2 separate regions of the Hordeum vulgare genome follow, and region 2 is linked to region 1. A link is a contact called in public Hi-C data. All regions are on one chromosome and are shown on one strand. The core of a region is the stretch at or near the end of the contact, and the rest is flanking DNA. Distances in the headings are between cores, read along the strand shown.

Evidence for each region. A called contact is a pair of places that touch in the nucleus more often than the background predicts.
Region 2: a Hi-C map of seedling shows a contact between it and region 1, with 4 times the contacts expected there. The contact joins the enhancer-like site here to the promoter of LOC123410505 in region 1. A contact is called at or near these places in 3 of 6 Hi-C or Micro-C datasets (leaf and seedling) and 1 of 1 datasets of contacts at active chromatin or transcription factors (embryo).

What each region holds. Positions count from the first base shown.
Region 1 is chr7H:192,592,491-192,597,045 of MorexV3_pseudomolecules_assembly, reverse strand. LOC123410505 (cytochrome b561 and DOMON domain-containing protein At4g12980-like) reads left to right here and starts at 1,692. Exons shown (of 3, transcript XM_045103450.1): 1 at 1,692-2,443; 2 at 3,334-3,588; 3 at 3,710-4,248. The coding sequence starts at 1,829. The coding sequence ends at 4,018.
Region 2 is chr7H:192,830,732-192,834,855 of MorexV3_pseudomolecules_assembly, reverse strand. No RefSeq gene overlaps it. Among protein-coding and RNA genes, the nearest start is that of LOC123411877, 170 kb to the left of the region's middle. Within about 2 kb of position 2,180, at least 3 of the 3 cell types and tissues checked have open chromatin away from gene starts, as enhancers often do. A contact at or near this core is called in leaf and seedling, where this site is marked.

The DNA of each region.
Region 1 (4,555 bases), core at 443-2,942:
ATACTAGTATCATGCATATGATACTAGTCTATATGATACCACATCCGTAATGCATAGTACTATATGTTGGAATCATAAGGTAGAATATTTATTGTCATGCAAGACACATAGTAACACATCAGTTAATATGATACAGTATCATGATATGATACGTAACCCTCTCTTTCTTCACTAGCAAAAGGGCTCATGCGTTGCAACGGGAGAAAGAAATACCACACGGCACACGCTCTTAATTTATAAAAAATGTCTATAATTTGAGAATTTATAGTTACGATACAAATAAAGATGGTCTTATCCTACAAAAATGTAGTTCAAAATTTCACAGGTCTTCTATTTTAACACGGCTTGCATGTAGATTTAATACGTACAAAGAATCAGTCAAGTGACCTTCAGTTTCATCTCTAATCCTGATTTTGTTGACGTGCTCATCCCCAACCCGGATGAGTACCGGTATGAAAGAAAGACGAATAATGACTTATTTATTAAGATTGCATCCTAGATAGTATTTTTATTAAACGTTTAACAGATAAAATAATATCATATTTAAATTCTACATATTTTTCTAATCAAATTCCATGTATAATATGTTAAATTGGAGTTACGGTTTAAAAGATATGAGTATTTAAAAAAATATTTAATATATACTACGAGTTTAATGTCATAAACAGTAAGGGCTTTTTTGTAAAATCACCTCGGTGGGTTTTCCGACGAAAGCGATAGCCTCTTTATTATTAGGTAAAGATTTAATTCTATGTCACCTCATCGAAATTGTCTAGTTGACATGTATAAGACTATTACATATACTCTCATTACGGACAACCTAGAAGAAGATTCAAATTCGTGACGGAGGGATTTCATGTCAAAGAAGATTATAGTATATTAACAAGCATTCAATCTCTCTTTAAAAGCTCTTTCGATAATAGCTGCCTTATGATGATACTTTAATGATCTAAATAATTTATATTTATTTACGGAGGGAGTACATGATACATTATCATGATATGATACAATATCACGATATGATACTCAACCATTTTTTTTAATTTAATTCTATGTCACCTTATTAAAATTGATTAGTTGACATGTATAATACTACGTATGATACTCTCATTACAGGCAGCCTTGAAGAAGATTCAAATTCGTCAAGGAGGGATTTCATGTCAAAGAAGATTATATTATATTAAGAAGCATTCAATCTCTCTTTAAAAGCTCTTTCGAATAGCTGCCTTATCATGATACTTTAATGATCTAAATTTTACGGATGGAGTACATGATAATTGACTTCCTATTCAACTTCATCGTCATCTTGAGAAAGGTTGAACTTCCATATCGACAATTGTGTTTGTGCTTAGTTAGCGGATCCCGTAGACTAAACTGAGCACTCTGGCAGCACTGAATCTACATGGTCATGCAGAAGTTTGTCATCACGTCAAATGTAGGCAGGTACGTACGCACCATATCCATGAACCGTACGCTACGGCTCAGTAGTAAACTCGGCAAGTCGCCGCGCAGAAACGGCAAGGAACGGACGTAAAAACGGAACGTGTTTAGCCTTTCCTAAAAGCCTCAGACCGCGTCAACCCCCGCCCAATCACACGCGCCCACGTTTCCGCCTTCCCTTCCCAAAGTCCACACCACCCTCACCGCCTCCTCCTTTATTAACCGCGCCATCTCCCTCCCCTGCTTCCCACACGCCCCGGCTCTGCTTCCTTCCGACTCTGAGCCCGAAAGAAAGCTCTCCTCTTTCCCCACCCACCGGTCTCCTCCCACCTGAACCCCCATTAACTCCTCGGCCCCGGAGAAGAGATCCCCCGTCCATCCATCCGCCATGTCCGTCACGCGGGTTCTCGCCCTGCTGGCGGCGGCGGCGCTGCTGGCCGCGGCGCCGGCGAGCGTGGGCGCGGCGGGGGCGTGCACGGCGGAGAGGTTCTCCAAGAACCGCGTGTACGCGGCCTGCACCGACCTGCCTACCCTGGGCGCGTCCGTGCACTGGACCTACGACCCGGCGGCGTCCTCCCTCTCCGTGGCCTTCGTCGCCGCGCCGCCCTCGGCCGGCGGCTGGGTCGCCTGGGGGCTCAACCCCACCGGCGACGGCATGAGCGGCACCCAGGCGCTCGTCGCCGCACCCAAGGGCGGCGCGTACGGCGTGGAGACGTACGCCATCCAGGGAACGTCCCTCGGATCGCCGGGGAGCATCGCCTACAAGACGACCGACCTCGCCGCCGAGGTCGGCGCTGACGGCCGCGTCCAGATGTTCGGGAAGCTCGCGCTCCAGAACGGCACCGGGGAGGTGAACCAGGTTTGGCAGGTCGGGCAGGTGTCCGGCGGGAGCATCGGCATACACGCAATGGCCGCTGCCAACATGGGCGCCAAGGGGAAGCTCAACCTCATCACGGGGGCGACCACCGCCGTCAGCGGAGGCAGCATCCTCAGGAAGAAAAATGTGAGCGCTCTACCCAGAATTTATTGATTTGATTCGACATTTATGCCTCTATCCTCGAGCTTTTATATACTTCCGATTCAGTTTGGCAATCGTAACGCAAACTAAAATTGTACGAAAAGATACATTCTCTACAGAAACAACTTGAGTAGGATCAAAATTATGGGGAGTAAAACTCTGAAGCTCCCAATTTCTGGCAATATTATAGGGACAATTTTCACCTTTTAACCGAAGCTCTAATTTTTTTTGAATTCAACTTTTCTACGAGTGAATAAGTGTAGCTGTCCAAGCGTTACTGCAATGAGTAAACAGGAGTAAACCACATGAATCAGTTTTGCTCTATGCATGTGTAGTGCAACAACATGGAAATACCATCAATTCTGTATGCTTCTAACGGACACCTCATAAGAAAACTATGCCTGTTGCCATGTGAAATCTCACATGCAGATGCCTAATTAACTAGTGTTCTTGTTGGCATGAGTTGACTTTGATCTGAAAATACATCAGCTCCTGGTACGTTGACTCTGTGTGTCACATGCCACATGGTTTCTTCTGTTCAATGCACTTTGAAAGTTTATACACTGGGGCTGAATTTTTCTTGCCTAGCTAGATTTCTTCCTGCCTTGGTGGACTTTTACGCCTTGATCAGTCTAATTGTTGATAGCTACATCTGCATGTTCATTCATGGCATTGACATAGAAGTTGTCTCTGCTAGCCTTAGCCCTTTTTATGCCTGTGTTGTGATAAAGAAATCAGTAATTCTTAAGGGGGGGAATAAATCCAATAGTCCCTGTTGATACATATGCACATATAAAATCATACAAAAGTTGTTGTGATGAGTAGTGATTTTATCAAAACATTGTCAATTCTTACCCCTGTTTTTTGTTCTTCAGACCCATGGAATTCTGAATGCTGTGAGTTGGGGGATTCTACTGCCAATGGGAGGCATAGTTGCTAGATATCTCAAGACATTCAAATCAGCCGACCCTGCTTGGTTCTACCTTCACGTTGCTTGCCAGCTGATAGGGTATGGTGTGGGAGTATCCGGCTGGGCCACCGGTATTCATCTAGGAAATCTGTCCAAGGGAATCACCTACTCGCTTCACAGGAACATTGGGATCGCTGTATTTGCTCTTGGTACCGTTCAGGTATATGATCTCCACATTCCCAATTCCTCTTATCTATTCAGTATTTGTGCACCAAAATTTGCGATGTCAGTTGCATAGAGGGGAGCTTACTAATATGTTTGATTTATTTGGTCTACTATAGATCTTTGCGTTGTTCCTGAGGCCCAAGAAGGATCACAAGCTGCGGGTGTACTGGAACGTGTACCACCACTCGGTGGGCTACACCATCATCATCCTGGGCATCGTCAACATCTTCAAGGGCATGAGCATCCTGAACGTGGAGCAGAAGTGGAAGACGGGGTACATCATCGCAATCGGCATCCTGGGCGGTGTGGCCGTGGTGCTGGAGGTGATCACCTGGAGCATCGTGTTGAAGAGGAGGAAGACGGAGGACAAGGCCTACAACGGCGGCGCCTCCAACAACAACGGCCACCTGCCGCTCTCTATGTGATGTGATTCTTTCCCGGTGACGGGCCAGAATCTATGATTGTCTTGGTGGTTGTGTTGAGCTGCGCGTGAGCATGGATGGGCAGATGTGTAGGTTAGGGTCTTGGTGGCCTTCTCGGTCTCTCTGTTTCTTTTTGTATGATTATTACGATAGATGTGTGTATAGTAATACTGCACATTATATTGATTACACCAGAGATGAGAGAGAGATGCTGGTCGATGGATAGTTGGGTACTTCTTGTGCGTGCATTTTGGTTTGTTTTGGTCTGAGCTACACTTGTTGTGGCATATGCTGAGCTGATGATCATCATCAGCCACTTGTTTGATGGGCCATTTAACCATGGCCTCCTTTTGCGAAAGCCGGGAGAGGAGGTGTCCCGGTGGTGGTTGGTGAAGATACAAAATGTTTGTGCCAGTGGAAGCATGATCTCTCTAGAAAGGAGGTGACACGGGCAGCAGGCGCCAAGTACACTCAATTTTTTGTTTCTTCAAGGCCGGGGAAAGCGAATGCAGAGTGGTAATTTATACAGGAGAGAGGGAA
Region 2 (4,124 bases), core at 931-3,430, 240 kb before region 1:
GACAATTTTGTTTTTTTACCGAAATTAAGATAATTTAATGAATTTTTTAAAAAAATTCATCGGATCTGAAAATGCTTCATTGTATTTGAAAAAAATGCATCAAATTTTAAAAAAGTTCATCGAACTTGAAAAATGGTCAACAAAATTGAAAAATAATAATTGATTTTCAAGGAAATAAATCATCCAATTTGAAAATACTTCATTAAGTTTGAAAAAAATTCATTAAATTTGAGAAAAACATTGAATTTGAAAAACATTCATCAAATTTGAAAAAAGTTCATCGATTTTTGAAGAAAAAATTTAATGATTTTAAAACAATATCATCGAAAAAGAAAGAAGAAGGAAAAAAAGAAAACAAAAAAGCAAAAAGGAAAAGGGAATAAAGGAAAAAAAGGCAAAGAAAGGAAGTAATAAGAAAAGAAAAAAAAGATCACAGTTAACGTATCAGCAAACGTGGCGTGATGCTTTCCATGGCTTAGCCCGATGTTGAGGTCGGTGGTTCGATCTTCCTCTTGCGTTCTTTTTTAGTACTAGCACAAATGCCCGTGCGTTAACATTTCTTACCTGAAACGCCATTATTTTAACTGAATTTTTGTTCTGACTTGTCATATTGATGATGTACACCTACGACCATACTCAGACATCATCGTCGTAGTGTCATTCGGCACTGAGGAGGCTGCGTTTATAAATTGAGTATATTTAAAAAAGCATATATGTATAGCCATCATATGTAATAGATGAAACCTAAAAAAATTCAACGATTAACATTCATTACTATCAGATAAATAATACTTATGATATTTTTTTAAAATAAACCTTCCTGTACTTATGATGTTCATCAATTTTATATATGCATTTACATGCTATAAAAACTATTTGTGTATTCACTAGAAAAAAAGTGTAGTTTGTTGGTAAAAACGCGCGTGGATTCTATCAAGAAAAGACACGTACGTAAAGTCTAATTAGGTCATGAAATATGTGCAAAGTGAGAACCTAGTGCAAGTACATTATGCCCAAGGATTATAACATTTTTCAAATATTGACGTTTAAGTTTACATGTTATAATACACATCGTCGATATGAAATAAAGACAAATACTGATTAACATTATATCTTATATACTATTTTAAAAATATTTAACATGTAAAATAACAATATATTTAAACTCTACACATTTTTCTAATCAGATTTCGTATATAACATGTTTAAATTGGATTCACGGTTTAAAAGATATTGTTATTTAAAAATATAAATTTATTTTAAATAGACTTCGGAGTTATTAACGCATATGTTAGGGTGTTTATGTGAAAGTATAAAAAATAATTCGTTTTGACTGAAAGATAGACTGCGTGTTATTTATCGTAAAAGTTAGGGTTTTCTGTAAAATGCGGACAAAACGGATTGCGGGTTGATTCCATGAAAACAGAAGGGTTTTTTGCAAAACTACAAAAGAACGATTCTTTCTTGTCATTTATATCCGGACTGCGGGTTAATTTGAAAAAATGTAGGAGGTTTTGTGTAAAATGACTGACGATGTACGGTAGAAGCGATGCGTGATTTATTATTAGGGACAGATTTGAAAACCCGAAGATGGGACAGCTCGGTGGCGCCCGTTTGTAAAAATGTATATTAACAGACGCCTGTAGGGCGAAATAAAAAACACCTTCGTAACAGGCGAGTAGAATAATGGTAATGCGCCTGCTCCATTTGCCGGCTAGACGATTGCGATGGATTTGGGCCAAATATCTAGTTCTGCTGACCATGGTCGTCCAAAGAACGTTATATCAAGCCATCCAGAGAAAGAAAAAGAGCAAGTTGGTGCAAGAGAAACTGGAAAGCTTTTTTATATAAAAAAAAGAGTTCGCAGGCTAGAGAAGATTAATTGAATTTCACACTTAGTTGGATGATTCTCATCGTGTAGTTGCAAACTTCCTAAGCTAAGTGTGACCATAATTATTTCTGCTAAGCTAAGTTCCCATCTGGTCTGTCTCTGCTGCGGCGCCGGAAGACTCTTAATGCGAATCCGTGACCACCCGTACACATTGCAGCCACTTGATGTGTTCGGCGTGATTAGTCTGACTTTGACCAACTGAGTGAGACTGTGAGAGTAAACGTCAACAGATACTGGACAAGGTCTCATTGACACCGACGTTGAGGCTTGACTCGCACACCGTGGAGCTGTGACCCCGTGTTCCAGGCCTGAATACTGGCACTTCACACACGTTCGTGGAAATGGAATACCCTACCGGAGCTCATTAATTTGGCGGGAGAAGCTTTGATCGGGTCAGGTCAGTTGGCCCGTTGTAAACTTTCCTTCGAACGTCCGTGTGTTTCCACGAGAGTAGACTTCTCTGGTTTATAGACATGACCAAATCGGGCAGAGTACGGTCGCAGCTACGGCCATCAAGTCCATGAACGACAGGAACGTAAGGTTTGTGTCAATGGCTGTGCATAGCACGTCGCAAAACTGCTGGCTTTCAGTGTCGCTAAAGCCTTGGTAAGAGCATCTACATTCGGATTTTTAAACTCCCATCAAACGTCCGGACAAACCATCCGAATACTAACCGATCAAAAAAATCGATCCAACCAGATCTTTCAAACCGATCTCAAATGCTCGGGCTGACCCGTACCCCTTAAATCCAGTACAATTGTGGAACGAATATGAAAAAGCTTGGGCACGCCCGCCTCCCGCCCGCATCTACCTCACATATATTCGTCCTCATCCGCTCGTCGGACCAAACTCTAGCCACTTCACTTCACTCCTTCCACTCTCATGTGCCACCCAAGCTCAGCTCCGGCAATCTCCGGCCTTCTCCTACATGGTGGGCAACGGATCTGATTCCAACCAGTCGGGATCCATCGACTGGGAGGGGGTCGTCCCGTGGCCCGCACCGTCCGCATCTATCCCACATATATTCGTCCCCATCCGTTCGTCGGACCGAACTCTACCCACTTCACTCCACTCCCTTCCATTCTCATCCGCCACCCAAGCTCACCTCCGGCGATCTCCGGGCTTCTCCTACATGGCGGGCAACGAATCTGTCTCCGATCAGTCGGGATCCATCGACTCGGGGTCGTCCCTTGTGGATTGCAGGAGGCGGTTGATGAGGTGGCGCGGGCGACCGCATAGGAGGAAGCCATCTGCACCCGCATTTTGAAGAAACGACAACGGAGGAACACGCCGCCCTCGCTCGCGAGCAGAATCGGTGGTCCGTGAAATGGCCGGACTGCCATCGAATGAGGAGAAAGGAGGTGAGCGACGGCGAGGACAACTCCGGCGACAAGCAGATCCGTCTCGATCCGTACTACGTCTTTGACCGGTACTTTCACGAAAAGGACAACAAGGGCACCAGGAAGGACAAGGGTAGTCGTGGTTGATCTCCACCATAGCTAACCATGTCAAGTTTTGGTAGTCCGATGGCTGTTAGTAGTGATGGAGTAGCCGGACGATGTGTGTAATGTGTCGACGTAGTAGTTGCATGGGCTGTATGGATTTGGCATATGAGATTTAAGGTGTCAGGATGTAGAATGCATTATTCGAGGCATGACCGGGCGCGTCCACGGACGTTTGAGGGGCCAGATCTGCAAGGTCCGAGTGTAGCTACAACCGGATGCCTCAGACGACCTCTCAAACGCCCATGAACACGCCCGGTCACTGATCGAACAGGAGAGAGAAGGAAAAAAGCGACCCAACCATATCCCTCATATCATCCATATACGTATGGGTTGTCTGCGAACCCTCATACCCATCTCAAATATAGGGAGGATATGAGTGCTCACGGACGCGGCGGTCAATCCGCCACGTAGGACACAACCTCACCCTGGACCACCTTTTTTTCTTCTCTTTATTCATTCTTTTCATCCTCTCTCTTTCTTTCCATCAATCACGTGCAAGTGACCGGATATATGAGGAAAAAATAAGGAGTGTGGCTGCGTGAGCGGACAAATAGGGAACACGCCCGATCACTGATCGGACACGTCGATAAACGTTTAGGGGGTCATATTTGCTATGTCCAACTTTAGATACTCTAAGATGACATAGGATGGTACTTAGAAAAAAGAAAGGGGTTAAGACAAGGGGACTCCATATCTTCCATACTATTTAATTTAGTGGCGGATATGTT